Linked DNA regions of Pan troglodytes: region 1 is linked to region 2. A link is a contact called in public Hi-C data. All regions are on one chromosome and are shown on one strand. The core of a region is the stretch at or near the end of the contact, and the rest is flanking DNA. Distances in the headings are between cores, read along the strand shown. Region 1 holds the start of TRPC4 (transient receptor potential cation channel subfamily C member 4). Region 2 overlaps TRPC4 (transient receptor potential cation channel subfamily C member 4).

Region 1 (6,212 bases), core at 468-2,967, 220 kb before region 2:
TTAATATGCATTATAAAGACCTATACTCATTTCAGTATGTGGAATTCTATCTACCACGGGTTGATCTCAAAGATATAAACTCAAACACAATATGTAGAATTTTGTTTTTCAGGCTGAGAAGAAACATTGTCAATAAATGTCACAAAAATACTTATAGTTCCATTAAATAAAATAGATTTCCATATATATGTTTACAGTCTCCCCTCCCTTGTTAGAAAGTGGACTTGAATTTATTATAAAGTTATTACCTTGTCTACTGATAGATACATTTTGCATATTTTTAAAAGCCATCATTTAATGTTAAGAAAAGTAAAGAACTGTTTAAACCTGTCAATATATTCTTCTTGTAGTAAAGAGTAAAAAGAGATTCAAGGAAGGAAAAAAGCCTTCTGTCGTTCTCTCCTTTGTTTACTGCAGAAGCATTGTAGAAACCAGGTTTATCTCAATGTATCTTAGTATTTTGGGAAGGACTAGAGGTAGTGCTCTCAGAAATTTAGAATAGGGGTCTAGCTGAGCTGGGAACAAACCCACAGAGGAGCAGTTAGGCAGGGAGAAAGATAAATTAACAAATAAGAAAAGTGACTTAAAAAAAAAAAGCAGCATGCACAGTTACCCCAGTGTGATCTCTGGTAATATCCTCTTTACTCATGTGAAAACTATTTACAAAAACCTCAACTCATGTGAACTCTGAAGTGGGTAGGGGAAGATAAAAAAGGAAATTCTTTAATTTTGTGCTTTAGAGTCTGAATATGGATGCCAGTTTGTCACTTTATATTCCTTGGGAATATTCCATGGGAAGAAACTGGTCCTCCTTGCAGTCGGCACAGCACAGCTTCCCAGGTGTAACAACGTGGTTGGGACAGGAGAAAACGGTTTCTCCTAAGATTTTGCGCAGACTGGAAGCTGAATCAGGCGTCTGCTGGGACACAATCAGAGACCAGCAGCTAACCTCAGGGCTTTCAGAAAATAACGGCAATCAGGTAGAAACAGAGTCTCGAGGAGGGTAATTGCCAGCTAGGATTCCTCAAGGGCTCCACTCTCTATCTTACACGTGAACTCTATCTTTCTCTGGGTCATGGGGTCACAACCAATTAAGACTTTCCGAGTGACAAGCTGGGAATCACCGTGTTGCAGTTACAGCAAGTGTTATTGCCAACTTTGCCAATAGTGTGTGTGTGGTTTGTGTGTGTGTGTATTCCTCTCTGTACTTTAATCTTATTTTCATATGTGAACACTAAAGAGATTGGACAAGAGATAACGTTTATCTTGAAATCTCACTCTCAGTAAGATGGTACCAGTATCGCGCACACACACACTCGCACACACTCGCACACACGCACATCACCTGCAGCCGCAGAACCTTGCACCCTTGGGCTGGCTCGCGTCTTAGGGTTTTGGTATATTTGGTGGAAACTTGCTGATTTCCTATGCCTTTTGGAAAGACCAAGCTGGATGAGGGTGGTTGGAACGCTGTGGCTCATCATTTATTCATTGCGACTGTTTTGATTGTTGACACTAGTGGCAAGCCGCATCCTCCAGCTCTTGCAAGGGAAGTCTGACACCTTGAGGACAGGAGAGGGGGTGCCAGTCGCCCAGAGAAGCGGGAGTGGGAGAAGCTTTGAGAGTTGCAGGGGACTACTTTTTTCCGGTCGGGCGGCGGGCCTCATGGGTGCTTGTTTACCGGGCTGGGAGCAGGGCATTCAAAAGCTGGGTGTCGGAGCGCACTGAAGTCCAACACGCCTGCAGAGACCGCCCTAAGCCTGGAGGTGTGTCTGGCTTGCATCCAGGACCACAGGGTGGATTCTCGCCACCGACTTGGTTGGATGACGGCTGGCTGGTGGTGAGCTCCCCTGCCCACTGGCTGACCTCAAGCAGTTGGCCCCGGTAGGTGGAGGCTATTCGAGGGGGACAAGCTGGGGACGCAGCGTCAGCTCCTGCCAGCGCGCGGGTCTCCTCCACCTCCAAGCAGTGTGGTGCGTGGGACGCGCATCTTCCCGGACTATCCCTTTCCAGCGCGGTCTGTGCGGACCCCGAGCCCGGCAGCCACCAGGGACGGAGGGCGGGGTGCCTTTCTCTGGGCTCATCCGCTGTCAGCCGTGGGAACTCTTAACTTTATCCAGAGGGATCGGTGCAGGCGGGGGTGGGAGAGGTTCTCCTCCCCTGGCGGTTACCTCCCCCTCCCGGGCCGCCCCTCCCCCGCCTCCCATGGCTTCGCTTTCAGAGCATCCTCACTCCGCCCAGTTCGGTGCCAGCTGCGTGGGCTCCAGCTTCGTTCGTTTTCCTTGGAATGCTCCAAAACTCAGCAGCGACTAAGGGAATTCCATTGGAATTTGCCGGGCGTGCTCTCACCCCGCACGGCACCCGCGCCGTCCGTCCTCGGATCCCGTCACTTCAGCCCGAAGATTGCAACTTTGCAGGTAAAGAGGATGTCGCCTCGGGGCTCCGTTCGACCGGAGCTACACCTCGCCTTCTTTCTGGGATCTCGGTTAAGTTTCCTAAGCTGCCTGGGAAGCCGGCTCTCTTCTGGGAGGCGGACATCCCCGCGGGGTTAGGAGTTCAAAAGGTTCTGGCTATGTGGTTTCTCTTCAAGGCTCAGGAAAAAAACCTGTGAAGCTTTCGGTGCTTGACTCGGGCTGAGCAGGAGTTTGGGGGTGCTCCTCAGTCTTCCGCCGCACTCGGCTTTAAAGCAGGGGAGAGGGCGAGGAGTGAACCCCCGGTGTGACTTATATGGTAAACAAAGGAGCTGCAGCCACGCCGTGGTGCTGGGGAATGTGGCCGTTTTTAGCCTTTTATGCATTTGGGGAAAATGGAGATCTCGGGGGCATCTGGGTGCATATAAGTGAGGCCTTAGCTCTCCGGCACTTAAAGTAGGGTAACGAAGGAAGGAGAGTGATCAATATTCTACCGATCGATTACATTCTGCGTCGTTTTCATTCTCTGTCAAGAAACAGAAACACTTTTATCCGTGTTGCCCGACCCAGGCTAGTGATTCCTAGTTCGCCTGGCAACCGAGATTCCAATGAAGCCAATGAAGCCAATGACCCGGTTTGCTACTTGGTTAAATCACTGGGATTCACTGCACAACTTGTTGTTCCAGCTGTGAAGTCAGCTGTCTTTTGCGACTAGAGACAAGAGAATACTGGAAAGGCATCGAGGATTTAGGAGAGCTGAGGAAAGGGATCTCTTATCTTGTCTGCCTGCATTCACTATGGTGTATCCACTATGGTGTATCCCTGTTCACATGGCTTCTTAGGGAGGCCCTTCCCAGTGAAATTCCATAGCTAGAAAATGCAGCAAGTTGCTTAAGGAGTAAGCACCAAGCCAAAGGAGTAGGAGGAGACAGAAGGAAGCTTTAGTTGTTTTATTAAAAAAAAAAAAAAAAGACAGACTTGTAAAACTTTTTCAGTTTTAATAAAACACCGCCTCTCAGAGCTCATATAATTTCTGCCTTTCCTTTCACAGTACATAATCACAGCACAAAGAATATTACAAATTCTTTAAGCAAAAGGTTTACTGGAGGGTTTTTTGGTTTGGGGTGTTTTTGGTAAAACTCTAAATTAGACATTGAGAGTAAGAGTGGGTGGAGATGTTAAAATGTTGAAATCTTCATCATTGTGTTGGGTTTGCTATTTAAAGTTACATTTGTAGCGCCTACTTTTTTATTCACCTGGACACTATTGTCCAGAAAACATCCTTCTTAAATGTTTAAGGGGGAAAAAAAAAAGCAATAAGATCAATTTCAATTTACTTGCTCACTGGTCATTCTGAAAGATATATGAGTCGGAATAGATTTTCATTACTTATAACCTTTAAAATTTTGTAATGGTTATATTATTTATTTTTCTGTTGCACTTATTTCCAAAAGGTCAAGATAAAACTGCATTAAAAAGTCTATGACAGAGTTAAAGTTCTCTTTGAATTTTATAGCTATTTTAATTATTAGACCGGTAAGAGACCAAATAACTTTTCATATAAAATAACCTTAATCGATTCATACTGTGTATTAATAGGAAATAACAGAAGCAATCCTTATATTCTTTCTCATTAGCGGAAATTTTAATGTCTTATTCTATACACACATTTCAAACTAACTTTCTAACTTATGCTCCATGGAGAACTACAGCCATCTATAGGACTGAAAAGTTACCTGTTTCAACATCCTCATTTAGGAATCCAAAGCTAAATAAATATTAAAAAACAACAACTTATGTTTATAAACTATTACATCATTTTAATTGGTAAGGAATCTGGAAGTTAGATTGGCTATTTTTCAATATTTGGATGGCTGTGTCTATCAATATTTTTGTGAACTAGATGTTGTTATAAACTTCACTGTAATAACTAAGCTTAGAAAAATTGCTGTTTCTGAACTGTAGATGAAAGATAGAAACAATGACAATCATTATTTTTAATTTTTCTTTTATGATTTCAAAGTAATAAACATCTGATCATCTAGTCAAATGCTATCAGCATACCCTGTGATAAAGACAATTACATTTGTATTGAAATATAATAACCCCCTTTAAGATGCACTGATTTTAACCCCACTGAATTAAAACTAATTTTAAGTGTATATTTTTGGAAATAGTCTGTTATATTTTTATACCTGCATGTTTAATTGCCAGGATTATTTATAACAGTTCAGATGATCAGCATTATAGTTAGCAGCTGAAAACTGAAATAATTTCTCTTTTCTGATCGATGCATATATTGGAACAAAAATAAAAATATGCACACATTTGTTCAATAGTAAGTATTGTAACTATCAGTGCTTAAAGTTAGTATAGATATATAAGTAAAGATAGATATATGAGAAATACTAAGCAGTAGCTAGAACTATAAAATTAGGGACTGAATATTTTATGAAAATATGATTGTTGTATTTTTGAAAATAATGTCAGGTAAAGGGAAAATACAATAAACTATTAAATTTTCCTTTTTCCAAAACCATCATTGCCATATAGCTTATGAAATCAAATTCTAATGTGCACTTTGACTTTAGAAATTGAATTGCCTAGACTCAATTGGAACCAGTGTTATTGACCTCTTTAATGCCTATGGAAACCCCACCATGATTATTTGGTTCTCATTAAAAATGAGGTTGAGGAGACAGCTCAAAATAAAAACTTTGCCTTTTCACCTAATTTATACCCTATACCCCCCCCCAAAATAAACATTAAAACTGGTTCGACTCAACCCAAATTTAATTGGGAATTTGTTTCTATATAGTTATAATGAAGAGTTGATTTAGAACTATCTCACTACTCATGTTTTCTATTTCTCATCCTTCCAGAGGCATTGACCCCGCAATATTTTAAGAGATTTGAGAATATTTTGATCAGGGATATAATATCATGGCTGTGTCTTTTTAATCAGCACAAATATAGACCTAATTTTTGAGAACATTAGTATTACCAAAATAACTTTATGATGCAAAAAATACATTTAGGGAAAGACACCATTTATTTGGGAAACTGAAAATTGAAGGCATGCACATTGAAAATGTATTAATTCAAAACCATGTGGTTTCATGAACTATTTAGCAAATTAAGTGCTGTATTTAAATGTTTAAAAAATCTAAGTGACCCTCCTGAAAGTTGTTTAATTTTAATAGAATAAGAAAGAAATAGTTTCAGAACTTGATCTACTATTGTAACTAAACTGTATGTAATATCCTATTAATATTAGTGTATGTTTTATCTCCCTTTTTAAAAATATAGCAGTGTCATAGAATAATGACTTCTTGAGAGACACTAAGTGACACATGGACACAGTGTTACATATAAAATTAGAAATGTTAATTAAAACATTAATTTAAAAATATGCCTTGATAGCTTTATCTAGCACACTGCATTCTTTTTGAGAAATGACAGTGAAATTAAATGAATCAGATATTCATTAATTATATTCTGTCTGTGGTTTGCTGTTAGATTTTGAAATATGTTGAAAAATTACTTCAAGCAAATACTATCAAGAGTTGAAATTTACCTGAAACAGGACCTATTGTGAAAAAAGAAAAGAGGGAAAATGGGCCAATATTTATGAGAATTTAATGTACACTTGGCACTATGTGAGAAACTTTGAAAACGAAAGGTATTTTTCATTGTTATCTTAACATCTACCTTGAAACTGAAGTATTATCACATTTTAACAACCTGAGAAAGATGAAATTTATGAAAATCACAAAATTGCTTTGTGGGAAGGCAGGATTT
Region 2 (6,668 bases), core at 2,670-5,169:
GATACAGAAATAAAAACAGATATGTTATGTAGTATATTTAACATTATAATACAGTCACATGAAAGAGGTTATGGGAAAAATGAAAGAAATAATTAATGCTTCCCTTGAGGTAAACAGGACAAGATTTCAAGGAAGCCAGACTTCAGCTTACTCCTTTCCAGATCAAATATACTTATCCTTTATACCATCTCATTCTTAAATTTATAAGCATTTTTTAATTGATCTCTGATAAGATAGTGATGATTAATGCTGTCATAATATACTACCTTTCATAAGAGTATTTTGATTTAAAAAGAGCTTCTGGGCCAAAAAAAAAAATACCTACTCACCAAAGAAATATGTATTTCATATTTTAATTTTAGGCAATGGCAGAGAGAATCTTGGTTTTTAAGATAACAGGAAACTTGTAACAAAACACAGGGTCCTGCTCTGATGTTTTAAGAGATCCATCTGTACTGCCAACAAAAAGAATGGAGAACCAGACCAAAAACTTGACTTCCAACCCTCCCTCCTATCCTCTCACTGTTGACTCATGGGTAGGATTATGTTGCCATCATTTTTTAGAAGCAAAGAGGAGCTCTCAGTCAATTGGCTTTTCTATTAAAGTAGTGATTCATTCTCAGAGTTAAACAGTTTTATTTGCTATATATTACTGGTCTCAAAAGGAACCCACACATTTCTTTTATGTGTTTATATTTGAATTTTTTGCTCCAAGCTGATGCACAGCAAGGTAATTTGAAACTAATCAGAATCTCAAACCATTCCTTTTTTTTTTTTTAACCATTAATATTTTACTAACATTCAACAATGGCTATTTGGATGCTTTGGGAATTTATGCCAAACTAAAAAATATTCTGAGTTTTGTCTGTCTTTTCCACCAATCTAGAGCCCTGGGCAAGCACCAGCCCAATCAATATCAATGCTGTCTAAATTTACTCTTTCTCCATACTGCATTTCCAAAATGAAAAGGACATATTGTTTTCAGATGCCTACTCTTAGTTGAGCTTTATACATTTTTTGTTTATATGAAAATAAATGATAGGTATAATTTATAAGGAAGTTCTTGCTTATAAAAGTATAAGAAACGCTGGGCGTGGCGGCTCACACCTGTAATCCCAGCACTTTGGGAGGCCTAGGTGGGTGGATCACAAGGTCAAGAGATAGAGACCATCCTGGCCAACACGGTGAAACCCTGTCTCTACCAAAAATACAAAAATTAGCTGCACGTGGTGGCACGTGCCTGTAGTCCCAGCTACTCAGGAGGCTGAGGAAGAAGAATCGCTTGAACCCGGGAGGCAGAGGTTGCAGTGAGCCGAGATCGCACCACTGCACTCCAGCCTGGTGACAGAGTGAGACTCCGTCTCAATAAATAAATAAATAAATGTATAAGATAAATGAGATATAAATTAAGATGGTTGTATTATTAAAAGAGGGGTTAACTGAGAAAGTAATATCAAAAGTAATTAATTTTTCTGTGAATTTATTTCAACTTGGTTAATCCTCCTGATAGTTTATTATGTGGACATACAAAGACAATGAGATACACAAACAACTATTAATTAAAAGGTGACATTTAAGGAACAGTGACAGTCACTTTGTGAAACTAGCACATGGCTTAGAATATACCATTATACCCCAAAGGGATCTTAGATATCATTTAGCTCAACCATTTCTTTTAAAAGATAACCTGTTTACTTTGCCCATTGTCTCATGCTTTCTTAGAGACAGAGCAGGGGAAAATTGCTGGGTCTTCCATTGTTTCCCAGTTCAAACTGCTTTCCATCACCCTCTCTTATTTCCCTGAGAAGTCTGGTGAACATGCAGCAATACCTTCACTGTTGTGTCTTTTGATTGTTCTCAGCAGCCTTTGCAGATCCTATCATTGTTTTCAGCTGCCTCTTAGACTCCTGTGTCCCGAATCCCTTGTTTACCAGGCTGGTTTACCTTCTGCCCTTATCCTCAACTTGCTTATCTTTATGCTGCATTTTTGAAGCAGAAAATTCAAGCTACACTGGAAGTGACTTCATTCTTTGAAGTATTTTTCTGTAACCTTCCCATTTGTAGTTCACTTACTGACACTCGTCACCCAGCCTTTGAGTAAATGTCACTCTGCTGCTCATTCCATTCACGTTCCCAGGAAATGCCTGGGAAACCAGTACTCTTCAGGGTTGCTACATTGGCCACTCTCTAGGAGCCCATTATTGATGATCTTATCGTGCTATTTATGGCTTCCCAGTAATACTGATACAACTAGCTCTGAAAACTCATTAATTCGTATTTCTTTGTAACTCTGGACTTCATTTAATGGTTGATTGGGAGTTCCAGGTAAATTAATCTTTCACTTGACTGCTTTATGGGAGAAAGCATAAATGAAGCAGAACTGCTGTATTATTGAGCACAACATTTGTGATAGAAAGCAAACCCATTATTGAGAGATACTTCCTCTCTGGGCTATTATAAAAATCTCACGAAAAAGGCAGCCTATCCAAATAAGAAACACACTCTTAACTTGTGTTTTTGACATTGCTTCCTGTCAAATGTTTTGTTTAACCTCATTTTATCAGCAAATACCCTTCTTATCATTACAGCATTTGTTCTCAAATATTTTAGCATACAAGAATTGTCAGGAGTCTCCATTTTAACAAGCATTTCCAGTTTACAACTTTAACTAGACATTTCTATTCAAGACAGCATTGGTATCTACCACAATTTTTTTGAAGTTTTTTAATCTTTAATTCGTGTGAGTACCTAGTAGATCTGAGCTTTTTAAGCTAAAACGAAGCCAGGCTTCATGCTGTTGCTCAAAAAGTCCCGATCCATTTAATTCAAGTACGAAGATGCTATTATAATACAATACTTCCCCAAAGCATTTAATTAATGTGAGACATATTTAATGTCACAGACTAGGTTTCTAAACGAAATGTTTACATTTATATGTTACCATACCGAACCAAAAAAAAATACTAGTTCTTTTGATAAAATCATAAAAAATGTTTTTAACTTCCTTAGTTTTATGTTTTCCACTTTTTGGTTTTCTCTCAAGCACATGGTGAGAAGAACAGGAGGCAGGATGGTCTCTGGAAGATCACTCTGAGCATCACACAGCCCTGAGATACAGGTGGAATATTCAAGCCTGACTAGCTGCCCCAGAAATATGCCCAGTTAAGTCACTACAAATGAAATTAGAAACTGTGAATAGATTAGCAACAGCTATCATCACTAAAGAAAAAATGCTTATAGTACATGCCTCTCAGACTTCATTTATAGTGGCAATTTGTCAAAATGTATTGCTCCCTAATCTTTAGGACACTTAGTAGGCCTAATGACAAATCTTACAGATATGACAGTTTTCATCCGTGAGTGTCTCCGGATTCCTAAATTACTGCTGCAAGATTTGTTGGCAGGGCCTTTTGATGAAACTTTATTTCCCCAGCGGGGATATATAGAAATTAATTGCTTGATATTCTTGGTATTTCAAGAGTGAGTTCCTGAATATTTGGTTTGACAATACAACATTCAGGCATTTCACGTGAATTATTTTGATATGCTTAGAAAATGTGTTCATGAAAAGCAGTAAGCAGATGTATGCTATAAGGGTGCAGAAAGACTGTTTATAGAGAACAATATGTAGATCCATCTGCAAAGAAGCCAAACTGCAATTTTTTTGTAAAGGGATCACATCCCGGAATGCCCTCTTGCCTTTTTAGTTTTCGTGAAAGGAGAAGAACACAGCAAGCTGCATGGCTTAAGGAATTCAAGGAGCAAAGCAAAGACTAAAAGGCATAATTCATGGGCTTAAAATTCACTGCTAGACCAAAACCAGAGTGGAAATGAGAGAAAATGGCATTGAAAATTGACAGCAGGGACTAGCTACATGAAGTGAGTGTGACATTCCACATAGTGGACCTGGAGAGAACCGGAGATAAGAGTGACAAAATGTCACAGCTCACTCTCCAGAGACCTCTCTTTTCTAGCTGCAAAATCTTCCCTGCTCTAAAGAAACCTGAAACTTCTATTGAAATTCCAGAGTTTCCTTGCAGCAGCAGCAGTTTCTCACTAGATGGTCTTTCTCTTTAACATGAGTTCTCTGATCCAAACACTGCCATTGTCTTGCCCTAACAAATTAGGAGGAACCTGCAAACTGTGAATTATGCTAATGTGGCAACAGGTATGCCCTCATCTTCTCCTTGAAAGCTACTTTGCCAAGGAATATTCCACACACAGTCTAGTGACTTCTGATGTAGTTTGTGAAGAAAAGTGCCAACTTAAGGAGAACTTCTTCTAAAATATTTTTCCTAGACACTCAGTTAAGGAAGAAAAGTCCTTGATTTGTCATAAAATCCATTTTTTCTGTCTTAAACACAACTCACAACCAATCTAGTTTAACAAAAAAAAGCTGCAAAATGCAAGTTCCAGAAATTTCTTTCTTTTTTTTTTTTTCTTTTTTTTTTGAGATGGAGTCTCGCTCTGTTGCCCAGGCTGGAGTGCAGTGGCGCGATCTGCACTCACCGCAGGCTCCACCTCCCGGGTTCACACCATTCTCCCACCTTAGCCTCCTGAGTAGCTGGGACTACAGGCGCTTGCCACCACGCCTGGCAAATTTTTTTGTGTATTTTTAGTAGAGACGGGGTTTCACCGTGTTAGCCAGGATGGTCTTGAGCTCCTGACCTCGTGATCCACCCTCTTCGGCCTCCCAAAGTGCTGGAATTACAGGCGTGAACCACCGCGCCCGGCCACAAGTTCCAGAAATTTCTATGTGATATTGTACACTTGAGCTCATTCACTGAGAAATCCTTTACTCCTAACACAGGTCTACCATGCTATAATTCTACCTAAGTTATTATTTTTAGTAAAATTAGAGAACACAGTTAATGCAGATTACTCTGTCAACGTTTAACATGCAAATGGCTTGAAAGAAAATTAAATACCCATTTTCTTAGGTATTAAAGCTAAATGCCCACTTAGGTATTTTTAAATGAAATGGCTTTCATTATATTACTTTTAATCACAAATTGTTCATTTCTCCTGTTCTCGGTCATTTCCAGTGATAATTATAAGAAAAAAAATCTTCTCTTAAGGTAACAAATCCCTTTGAAGTTCAGCTGATCTTTACCCAACAAAAAAGGATATGAATGTCCTCAATATAATTGATGGTAGTTCTATTGTGTAATATTCAATGGTGTCACTAATTGCCAAAAATTATTGTGATGTTTATTGCAAAGAGTACATATATTATGAGTTGAATTGTATGCCCCTTCAAAAAAGATATGTTGAAGTCCTAATCCCCTATACATAGATTGTGACCTTATTTGGAAATAGGATCATTGCAGACATACTTAGTTAAGGCGAGATTATACTAGAATAGGGTCCTTGTAAGAACATGGCCATGTGAAGACCGAGACCCAAGAAAAACACCATGTGAGATTGCAGATGGGCACCTGCAAGCCAAAGAACTCCAAGAATTAACAGCCACCACCAGAAGCTAGGAAGTCTCATTCCCACTTGGTGCTGCTGCTAGATGACTATCAATGAAATTACACTTTCATCACATGTCACTCAACTAGTCAAAATCCCCAGGTGCCTAGTAACCACTGGATTCATGTGCCATCTGAAATTCTACATTAAGAGTCCACGCTAACTTCCCACTACAATCTAATCTGTATATTCCCAGTAGCAAAGACTTTGCAACTATCCTGCCAGAAGTCTCCATAATGTGCCTCTCACTTTCTAACCCTAGCATATTTGCTCATCCTACTCCAATCATCTAGAACACCTGTGCACCTCCCCTTGTCCTAATCCTGTGATTCCTTCATGACCCATCTAATACCGCATTCTCTATAAGAGGGCTGTTACGGCTTCTTTCCTTCACACAGTATTACCTCCTTCTCCCCTGTACTCAAATAACACACTTACAGCACTTCCCGTGTTTTCTTTTGTATTTGCCTTCATGTGTAGTCTTTCATGATCTTGGCAATCCACCTTTTGGACTATAAGCCATTTAAGGGCAAAAGTGTGCTTTATTCATCTCTGGTTTCTTGCACTCCACTGCCATACACATGTAGTCATTTAATAAATATACCTTAAATTAGCCCTACAAGTTAAGAGAGTTCTAATTCCAAAATGGAGCCTTGAGACAAGCTGGCTTTACTCCCTGCCATGGAAAACCAAACCCAAATATACAGTGCCAGGATTATCACCAGAAATATCCCAGGACTCAGATAGGAGGCAAAGCCCATCTAGGGGTCACAGAGAAATGAAAAACTCCTAGCACATGGTAAAAGAATCGTATTTCTGGCCAGGCACTGTGGCTCACGCCTGTAATCTCAGCACTTTGGGAGATCGAGGCAGGCGGATCTCAAGGTCAGGAGTTCGAGACCAGCCTGACCAACATGGTGAAACCCCCGTCTCTATTAAAAATACAAAAGTTAGCCAGGTGTGGTGCCATGCACCTGTAATCCTAGCTACTCAGGAGGCTGAGGCAGGGGAATGGCTTGAATCTGGGAGACAGAGGTTGCAGTGTGCCGAGATCATTGCACTCCAGACTGGTGACAGAGTGAGATTCTATCTCAAAAAAAAAAAAAAAAAGAAAGAATCGTATTTCCATATACAGGATGCCCTTCTCTTCAATCTGCCTGGCACCAAGAGTGTAAACAATTTCTCCCAACTCA

What was found. Hi-C and Micro-C count contacts between places; a contact is called where the count stands out from the background.
Region 1: a contact with region 2 is called in a Hi-C map of stem cell-derived neural progenitor cells, with 7 times the contacts expected there. The contact joins the promoter of TRPC4 here to the enhancer-like site in region 2. A contact is called at or near these places in 4 of 7 Hi-C or Micro-C datasets (blood, induced pluripotent stem cells and stem cell-derived neural progenitor cells), 1 of 1 datasets of contacts at active chromatin or transcription factors (stem cell-derived excitatory neurons) and 1 of 1 other capture datasets (stem cell-derived neural stem cells).

Annotation. Positions count from the first base shown.
Region 1 is chr14:36,975,326-36,981,537 of NHGRI_mPanTro3-v2.0_pri, reverse strand. It overlaps TRPC4 (transient receptor potential cation channel subfamily C member 4), which reads left to right and starts at 1,717. Exons shown (of 11, transcript XM_509635.6): 1 at 1,717-2,417.
Region 2 is chr14:36,757,437-36,764,104 of NHGRI_mPanTro3-v2.0_pri, reverse strand. All of the region lies in intron 8 of TRPC4 (transient receptor potential cation channel subfamily C member 4), which reads left to right. Among named protein-coding and RNA genes, the nearest start is that of POSTN, 47 kb to the right of the region's middle. Within about 2 kb of position 3,919, at least 3 of the 24 cell types and tissues checked have an H3K27ac peak or open chromatin away from gene starts, as enhancers often do. A contact at or near this core is called in stem cell-derived neural progenitor cells and stem cell-derived neural stem cells, where this site is marked.